2 separate regions of the Sus scrofa genome follow, and region 2 is linked to region 1. The links are chromatin contacts, called in public HiChIP or PLAC-seq maps. All regions are on one chromosome and are shown on one strand. Each heading gives the region's core, a stretch centred on a gene start, on an enhancer-like site or on the middle of the called end of the contact. The rest is flanking DNA. Distances are from core to core; before and after follow the strand shown. Region 1 holds the start of STAT2 (signal transducer and activator of transcription 2). Region 2 holds the start of PTGES3 (prostaglandin E synthase 3).

Region 1 (4,792 bases), core at 1,155-3,654:
GGAAAGAAACCACTTTCCTCATCCCCCTCAAGGGGATGAGGCTGAAGGCCTCACCAGTTCTGGTCTTCAATCCAGACAGCTAAGTACTGTCGAACATCCACTGGCAGGAGGCTCTCTGAGTAGAGCTGGTGCAGCTGATCCTGAAATGGGCTGTCAAGATTCTGCAGCATCTCCCACTGCGCCATTTGGCCTCTGAATCTGAAGGATGCAGGTTCCCAGTTGGAAATTTTGTTGGATTAAATCATCCAGTCTCATTATTTTTTTTTCTTGCTTTTTAGGGCCACACTTACGGCATATGGAAGTTCCCAGGCAAGGGGTTGAATCCGAGCTGCAGCTGCTGGCCTGTGCCGCAGCCACATCAATGCCAGATCCGAGCCACATCCATGACCTACATCACAGCTTATGGCAACGCCAGATCCTTAACCCACTGAGTGGGGCCAGGGATCAAACCATATCCTCATGGATACTAGTTGGGTTTGTTACCACTGAGCCACAACAGGAACTCCTCATGATTATTTGTTATATAAATTTAAAACATTTTAATTATACAGGTAAGAAAAAATACAGAAAAAAAATTAAAGTCTAGATTAATCCCACTCCCAATCCTCATCCCTTCTCCTCCCCTCCATAAGTAACCCTATTATCAATTTAGTGCACATTCTTTCAGGGAGTACTATTTAAGAGCTTCAATATGTAAGCCTTTTTGTTTCAATGGTACTTTTCAAACATAAAACAAAGTAGAGTGAATAGTACAAAGATCATCCATTTACCCATCATTTAGCTTCAACAAACATTGAATTTTTTTTTTCTTCTTTTTACAGCCATACCTGTGGCATATGGAAGTTCCCCAGCCAGGAGTCAAATTGCAGCTGCAGCTGCCAGCCTACCCCATAGCCACAGCAACACGGGATTCTTAACCCTCTGAACAAGGGCAGAGATCAAACCAGCATCCTCACAGAGACAATGTGGTGTCCTTAACTCACTGAGCCACAACAGGAACTCCGAAACATTGAATATTTCTATGAGCTTTATTTCATCTATTTCCTTCAATGAATTTATTTTAAATTTATTTGTCTGTGTTTGTATTCATTTATGCTGGAGCATTTAAAGGTCAGTCGTAAGTATTTATCTCAGCATTACCCTGCTGGCCCCAAAGCTTTATCAGGGGCTGAAACCTCCTTGGAGATAAGGTACATGCTATAAGCTGCTCTCCATGTTGGAAGGAGGAGCTCCATTCTAAAAGATGCTTAAACACTATGCAAAGCGTAACTCAACCCTAAGATTGTGACACTTTTACGATGATCTTTGTCAATCTTCAATTCTTCATGTAGAGTATCAACTCTGTGAGACATTTCACTCAAAAGTGGGTTTTGCCTGTCACCAAACATGCTGGGTAAGGAAAAAGAATATTTCTCTGTACCTTTCCCTGCCCACTGCCATCTGTCTGTTAGGAAATCAAAACTTATTACTGCCTGAGCCTAACAAAAAAAGAATCAACACCCACATTTGTGGTCTAAAAAAAGGTCACATGATTTTACTACAAATCAAATGCTTGGGGTGGAGAGATTCTTTTCCACCAGTATGAATATTCATGAGCTGCCTTTCTACTGGGCAGTAGGAACAGGGTAAGGAAAGGATTGGGCAGAGGCTCCTATTTTTCATTTCATTTACCCTTTGGTGGTACTTGACTTCTTAAACTGTGTACTGGTTTTGCTTCCAAAAACAAAGATGAGACCCCAGTTCCCAAAAAAACGAATCAGCTGGTATTAGAAAGCTGGTATTAGAAAGCTGGCAAGTAAACCCTAAGGCTTAAATATGAAAAACAAACCCCAAATATCTGGTCTTCCCAAATTGGTTACAAACACTGAGGTTAAGGGCTGTAAACTCTTTTTTTCTCCAGTAATCTGTCACTCTTTTAGGTGCCTATTTCCTGCTCAATAAGCTTTTCTGAAATGAACTGTGTGACCTTAGGTAAATCGGTTCACCTTTCCGTATCTTAACATTAACAAATAAGGATTATACCTTTAGACAGTGGAGTGTTTGTTTGATGAGGATCAAAAATAACACAGACCAGAATGTAAAAGCTTTGGCTAAGACAATGAACCAATGCAACTGATGCCAGGTTTTGGGTCTCGGAAGTTGCAGGGGTATTTTGGGAAGGGGAAGTTAGGGTTGGGGATCTAGGTTGGACAGGAGGATGAAGTAGCTGACAGCTCCCACTTCAACCTGGAGACAGAGTCCGACCCCTCCGGGACGTACATGCCGGGGCCTGCCTCCCTACATAGGAAGAAACTCATGCCTCCACCCACACCCCCGCGCGCCCTCTGAGGGTCCATACCTTGTTAGGGTCTCAGACCCGCTCTATGCCAGCAGCTCGGGTTCAGGCTTCCGGTCCCCAGAGTGAGAGCCAGTACAAGGGCCTCCCGCGCCGCCCTCGACTTCGGCCCGCCTCTCGGCCCCGCCCCCTTGCTGCAAGCTTGGGTAAGCCGCTGAACTCTGGAGCTCGCCGTTCCCAGCTGTGCACCCTGACACTGGCTGCCATTCAGCCAAGTTCTTCCGCAGGCTGTGAGCTCATTGGCGCTACCACGACTCCTCCCTCTCCGCGGGGCGGGACAAGAGGAGCCTAAACCACTCCTCCAGCTGCATTGATTGGTAGACATTCTCAAGTAAGCCCCGCCCCATGTCTGCGGGAGGGAGGTGTCCAACTAAAAGAACAGCGCAGGACTGAAACAGCTGATTTCCGAGAACCCACAAAAAAGCCGCGGAAGTGAGACTCGCTCATGCGCTCAGAGGCGCTAAACTAACAAGCGAAATGGATTTTGATTTTCATTACTTTGGGACAGGAAGGGGAGGGCTTAAGTAATAAGAACAACAAAAAAAAACTGTTTATTGATGGCACTGTGCTAAGCATTTACACAATGTATAATTTTTAATTTCCACAAAACTCATTGAGGTGAAAATCATTATCCTCACTTTAGAAATTTAAAAAACTGGGAGTTGCCGTCGTGGCGCAGTGGTTAACGAATCCGACTAGGAACCATGAGGTTGCCGGTTCGGTCCCTGCCCTTGCTCAGTGGGTTAACGATCCGGCGTTGCCGTGAGCTGTGGTGTAGGTTGCAGACGCGGCTCGGATCCCGCGTTGCTGTGGCTCTGGCGTAGGCCGGTGGCTACAGCTCCGATTCAACCCCTAGCCTGGGAATCTCCATATGCCGCGGGAGCAACAACAACAGCAACAACAACAACAAAAAAAAGGCAAAAAAAAAAAAAAGAAAGAAATTTAAAAAACTGAGTTTGGAGAAAGAAGTGAAATTACTAGCTAGTGATCAAAGCTCTAACGAGTAGAACCTGGATTCTAAGTCAAATCCTCTGATTCTGAACAACAAAATTTGAAATTCCTACATTTTACGGCACTGCCTTCCTCCTTGATAACAAATTAGATATATGGATTTTGAACACGCACATACAAACTTGTCAGAATATTAGATCTAGCCAATGTGTTTACCACCTTCTTTTATATCGCAGGATTCCCAAAGCCAGGATCTGAGTTGTAGCCCTTGAATAAGGTCCACCACCAGTAAGGAGGTGAACTTACTACTTCTGACACCAAAGGGGTCACGGTAGCTGTTTCTTCCAGGTCACCCATGGCTATGGTGCTCCCCAAGACCTCCTTGCTGGTCTCTGGTGGAGGGGTTTTCACCTCTCTCTCATTGTAATACTGGATCACACGATGAATCCCAGACTTCACTACAGGTTTAAGTGAAGTACTGATCAGTATTCCCCAGGGCCCCCCTGACGATCCAGCCATGGCTGTCAGGAGGTCATAACCCAGATCTATGACCCCATCTCGGCCTCTTTCCTTGGCCTTGTCGGAGCAGTTCTGAACAGCGTAATACAAAGCCGTGCCCAGGTTGTAGAAGGTTCCCACTCCCGGCAATAGCTGGACTATATTGTGCACACTCTGCTCCTTCTCATGCTCGCAGTCCTTGATGGAGAGGGATCGACGAGCCCTCTTTGGGCTTGTCTGCTCCTCGGCCCACTGCTGCAGAGCAGAAGACAGGGCATCCGCTGATACTCCCCTACCTGAGCTTCTGCCTTTCTCAAGTTCTTGAAGATGTCTGATAAGCATCTCTGTAGCATTTATACCCCCCTGGCGGTAGAGCTGAAGCTTCAGGACCTGTACATCAGCTTGACAGCCAGCTTTCTCCAGAGCAATCATCAGTGACAGGCCTATCAGGAACTTGGGTAGAGGGGCCATGTGGGTGAAGCCAGGCAGGGATTTGGGGAGCAGGGTCTCGCAAGACAAGGGGTCTGAGGAAGGTGGCCAGGATCCCAAGGATGAAGGAAGATGCACCAAGAATTTTGTCTTGTTTCCATATGAAATGGCATCCACAGCGTGTAGCAGGAAGCAGCAAAGAAGTAACTCAACTAGCACGGTGATGAATCTGAGACCACACATGTCCAGAATAGAGTTAGCTGGAGAGGGGAGAAACCAGAAACATACAAAGTTTCCTAAGGGCTGTGGTCTGAAAGGAGCCCACAACACAGGACATACCTCATCTATCACCTCCAAACTTCTGTTCTTTTTTAGTAAAGGCCTAAGAATCAGGAAACGTAGCCCAATTGTTCCCACTTGGCCTTCTTCATCTTTAGGTCATTGGGGTCTTCCTCTGCCTTATTTCCACCCACTTATAGGGGGCCCCAAATTACCGCACAGTCCAGTGATTGAGAAGTAAGATCACTTTGGTAGTTTTGGTAGCTCCTCAATCCCTTTCTGCCTACTCCTCCGTCATGA
Region 2 (4,792 bases), core at 1,576-4,075, 270 kb after region 1:
TTTGGAATAGAAATTTCAAAAAGAAAAGTACAAGTTCTTTTACACAGATTAAAGTCTTCTATTACATACCACTTCTTGGGATGGGGGAAATCCTTCCAAAATTCTAACATGTCATTTTACAGTAATACATGCATTCTTCTCAAACCTTCTTCTCCATCAATTGGCTACAGTGTATCCTTATTCATTTAGACATCTAATTCAATATACTCACCACAAATATCACCATTTTACTAGGTAAACCCTTGAAAATCCATTACTTTTTATAGAAATAAAAATTCTTCCCCTCAATTGATCTCCATAGGTAACTTTCAGGAGTACGTGGTACCAAAAAACTGTAAAATAGGCAGTTCTCACATCTGAAAAGGTAAGGCTTTTCCTGAAAAGAATGTAAAGCTGGGAATGGCAATGCAAGAGACCGCACTCGGTTAAAATGTTTTCCTTTATCATAAAACTAAGACTTTTAAAAGATCTGAAATTACCCCCACGTAAACAAACTTAAGGCAACAAAAAGGCAATTACCTACCTGTTTCATCCTTAAATTAAAATAGGATAACGAAACCTCACCTAAAGTTTCACAGAAAATATCCCTAAGTATCTTTCAACTCTAACAAGTGCAGAACTCCCTGCTCAATTGTAAAGCCTCGCTACCAGGGAAACGGCTGAGTTTTGGCAACCTCCACTCCCTTCGCGAGACTGAGTTAAGAAGAAGCCTGGAAACACCCATACTCTGGCAATCACGACACCGAGAGGGAAGTAAGTTGCGGCGACAGCATGGCCTCCCTCCCTCCAGTTGCCTAGCAGTACCTGTCGCTCGCAGTGGAGGGCCGCGTGGTGCCTTACGAAGAGCACCAGCAGCTGTGGGGTAGGACCCACCGCAGGTGCACTTGTCCCCGGGCCTGGTCCCAGCATCACACAGCGGCAGAAGCAGACCTAGGTCGCTAGGAGCGGAGTGGCAGCCCACGAGGGTCCACGCCTCCGAGGCGCCCGCGTGGCCAAAAGCTCACAGGAGATTAAGGCCTAAGGCTAAGTTACGAAGAGTTGGGAGCAGCCCTCACTGCCGAAGGGGGAAAGTGGGGTTTCCGGCACGGGGAAGCAAAGGGAAGGTTTAGAGATGGGGGAAGCGGACATCTGGAGGAAAAATGTCCTCCACCCGCCAACGGTAACCGGAACAAGGATACTGGACCTCCCACCCCCAAGCAAGAACGAATGCTACCGAGGGGGAAAAAGCCGAGGGAGCCGAAAGCGGGGGAGGGGAAGGGATGGCTTCCCGGCACCCCCCCGCGCGGCCTCGGCCTCCCTCCAGGGCGACCTTCCCTGGGTGGCGTGTCGCACTCACATCGTGAACGGGGCAAGGGGACGGGCGAACGGGTGGGCGGGCCTCTCCGGCGGCAGCTGGTAGGCAGTCGACTCCTCTCCGGTGGCGACTCTGGCGTCCTCTCCCCGATTGCGGCCTCTTTTCGCTTTTCCCTCAAGCGACGGCGGCGGCGCGGCGGGCTAGACCTGGGTTCCCAGAATGCACCGCGCGGGCAGAGCGACTCCTCCGGTCGGGGAGAAAAGGAAAGTGTAGGAAAAGGGGCGCGAGAACGGAGAATGAACGTGCGTGCGTGCGAGCGAGGGGTGGTGAGGCCGGGCGGCGGCTGGTGACGCAGCAAAATGCCCGGGCCCAGCCGCCGCGCGTGCGCACTCTTTGTTTTCGGGCTCCTGCGCGGCTTTCTAGAGATATCTACGGAAAGGGCGGGGCTTCCCAGCTCCTTCGCGATCCTTCCCGGGGCTGGCCCCGCCCCACGTCGGCTGCCTCCGGCTCGACTGGTTCCCGCCGCTTTGCCCGCTCCCCCCTCCTCGCGGTGGAAACCGTTGGTCGCCTAACCGCCCTGCCACGCGCCTTGGGCGATCTCCCCGAGAAACTGTCGCGTTAACCGAGGGAGGAAGGCCGAGGCGGATGGACGCAGAGTCTGGAGGCTTGAAAAGTGAAATAGGGGATCGGTTACTTGAGGGAGTACATCGGCTCACTGAGAAAACAGTCTACGGCAAAAAGATGGGCAAAGCCTCCGCTGGTGATATTTGAGGGAAAGGGCTAACCTGAGTCACAGGCCTGGGTCCTCCTCGCCGTCTTTCTGAGGGGTGGAGAACCTGTCCAGGGGCCGCGGAAATTCGAGGTCTTTGGCTGACCGGCATTCGCACCTGCTTTGATGCGAGAGGAAAGTTATTAAATGAGTCTAAGTTTGCGGGAATGGAGAGACCAGGACACTTGGAGTCTCCAGGCTGATCCTGTAGGGGAGGGGGGAAACCTCATCTTTTTTCAGCTGTTACCTGGTTAGGTGCTAATGGGTGTTACTAACCAAGAGAATCAAAATGGTAACTTGTCCACTCTAGAAATCGCTTAGCCGGGAAGTAAGGGAGAAATACATCAATACGCTGCTTGTTAGGACACAGAGGAGGTTTAAGGAAAGTGCCGTAAGACATTTTGGAGAGTGTTTGGAAGCTTCATATGCAGCATTAATTAGTGTCTATGCTATGCAAGGCAGGTGTTGGGAACTACAGACATTGGACCCTAGGCTCCAATCCTGTTAAAGAAAGTTAAACCCCAGCTCTCAAATACTGTGATTCTGGAGTTCCATTGTGGCTCAGCAATAACAAACTGGATTATCCATGAGGATGCGGGTTCGATCCTTAGCCTCAGTGGGTTAAGGGTGGGGAGCTGCCATCAGCTGTGGTGTAGGTTGCAGATTGCGGCTCAGATCTGGCCTTGCTGTGGCTGTGGGTAGGCCAGCAACTACAGCTCTGATTTGACCCCTAGCCTGGCAGCTTCCATATACTGCCCACGTAGCCCTTTAAAAAAAAAAAAAAAAAAAATACTGTCATTCTAAGGAGCCTACTGCTTATTTCGGAAAACAAAATACATCAAGATGTTTGAGTCTGGAGTTCCTTTCCTGGCTCAGCAGAAACGAACTGGATTAGGATCCATGTGGATGCGAGTTTGATCCTTGACCTTGCTCAGTGGGTTAAGGATCCAGCTTTGCGGTCAGCTGGGGTGTAGGTTGCAGACAAGGCTCAGACCCCAAGTTGCAGTGGTGTGGTGAAGGCCAGCAGCTACAACTCCAATTCCACTGGTAGCCTCTTTTTAGGGCTGCTCCCGCGGCATATGGAGGTTCCCAGACTAGAGGTTGAAATCTGAGCTGCAGCTGCCCGGCCTACAGCACAGCCATAGTAACGCCAGATCCTTAACCCACTGAGTGAGGCCAGGGATAGAACCTGCTTCCTCATGGATACTAGACAGGTTCGTTTCTGCTGAGCCACTATGGGAACTCTGATTTTCTTTTTCAACCCTTTAAAAATGTAAAAATCATTCTTGAAGGCCATGCAAAGATTAGTGGTTGCAGAAAGTTTACCAATCTCTGACCTAGGTAATCCAGAGTGTAGAGGGAAGGTAGGTCATAAATAATGGTGGCACTAATTATCAGGCTAATTGTTTTTGACTTATTTCTATGACAGTGGGAAGCTATTGAAGTTTTTTTGAATGGGAGTAACATTTGTGTTCTAAAAAGATTAATTTGGCAACAACATAAGATGAACTGAAAATGGAACTGAATTGAAGATAGGCATTTAAAAGTCTGCAACCTGAAAAAACTGGCAATTTCCCCTATCAAGTGCTGTGAGAAAAACTGCCTTTCACACAAGAAATTTCTGAAAATTCAAATCCATTGCATCATAATTTATAGTTTATTTACTACTCCCATTGGATATATTTCAAAGGATTTCATGTTAGTGTAGCTCTGGAAGTGGCTCCTCAGAAGTTTCACAGATAACTTGTAATCTGGTTTTATCCATGCCTTTAATCTCATCCATTAGCTGATGGGAGCTAACTGTATCAGATCTCTTTTTCAAATTCATCAAAAAGTTCTGTATCCAGTAGGGAGCAAAATCTAGATTCAAACATGTATGGTTAGGGTTTTGGGGAGAGAAGTCTGCCACCTGAATTGGCAGAAAGAAAGTACTTGGTATTAGATTCATTTCACAACTTTAATTTTTTTTGGGGGGGGCTGCACTCCGGCATATGGAAGTTCCCAGGCCAGGGATCAAATCTGAGCCGCAGCTGGAACCTACACCAGAGTTGTGGCAATGACAGATCCTTAATGACAGATCCACAGTGGGAACGCCAGACAAATTTAATCTTAACAGTTTCCTGAGAGAGAAATTCCTAGGCCTATTTCAAAAACTAATAAAAAGGAACAAAGAAACAATTTGTCAGGTTTTTTTTTCCCCCCTTTTTTGGCCTCTCTGAGGTATATGGAGTTCCCTGGCCAGGGATCAGATCTGAACTTCTGTTGCTATCTAGGCTACAGCTGCAGCAACGCCAGATCCTTAACCCATTGTGCTGAGCCAGGGATTGAACCTGTGTCTCAGTGCTCCCAGGAGGCTGCTGATCCCATTGCAATACAACAGGAACTCCAACGATTTGTCAGTTTTGTTTTTTGGGTTTTTTTTTTTCTTTTTAGGGCCGCACCCATGGCATACAGAAGTTCCCAGGCTAGGGATCGAATTGGAGCCACAGCTCCTGGCCTATGCCACAGCCACAGTAAAGCCAGATCCAAGATAATGTCTGCAACCTACACCACAGCTCATGGCAATGCCAGATCCTTAACCCACTGAATGAGGCCAGGGATAGAACCTGAAACCTCATGGTTCCTAGTCGGGTTGTTTCTGCTTCGCCACAACGGGAACTCCAATTTGTCAGTTTTAATTGTAGCATACACCGTCTCCCTGAGGACTGAATTTAAAAGTGTCTGTGGTC

The links. HiChIP or PLAC-seq counts read pairs in DNA pulled down with a chosen protein or histone mark.
Region 2: a contact with region 1 is called in an H3K27ac HiChIP or PLAC-seq map of alveolar macrophages. The contact joins the promoter of PTGES3 here to the promoter of STAT2 in region 1. A contact is called at or near these places in 1 of 47 Hi-C or Micro-C datasets (liver) and 1 of 2 datasets of contacts at active chromatin or transcription factors (alveolar macrophages).

The regions. Positions count from the first base shown.
Region 1 is chr5:21,746,556-21,751,347 of Sscrofa11.1, forward strand. It overlaps STAT2 (signal transducer and activator of transcription 2), which reads right to left and starts at 2,405. Exons shown (of 24, transcript NM_213889.1): 1 at 2,339-2,405; 2 at 55-198. The coding sequence starts at 185.
Region 2 is chr5:22,020,005-22,024,796 of Sscrofa11.1, forward strand. PTGES3 (prostaglandin E synthase 3) reads right to left here and starts at 2,826. Exons shown (of 8, transcript XR_002344304.1): 1 at 805-2,826.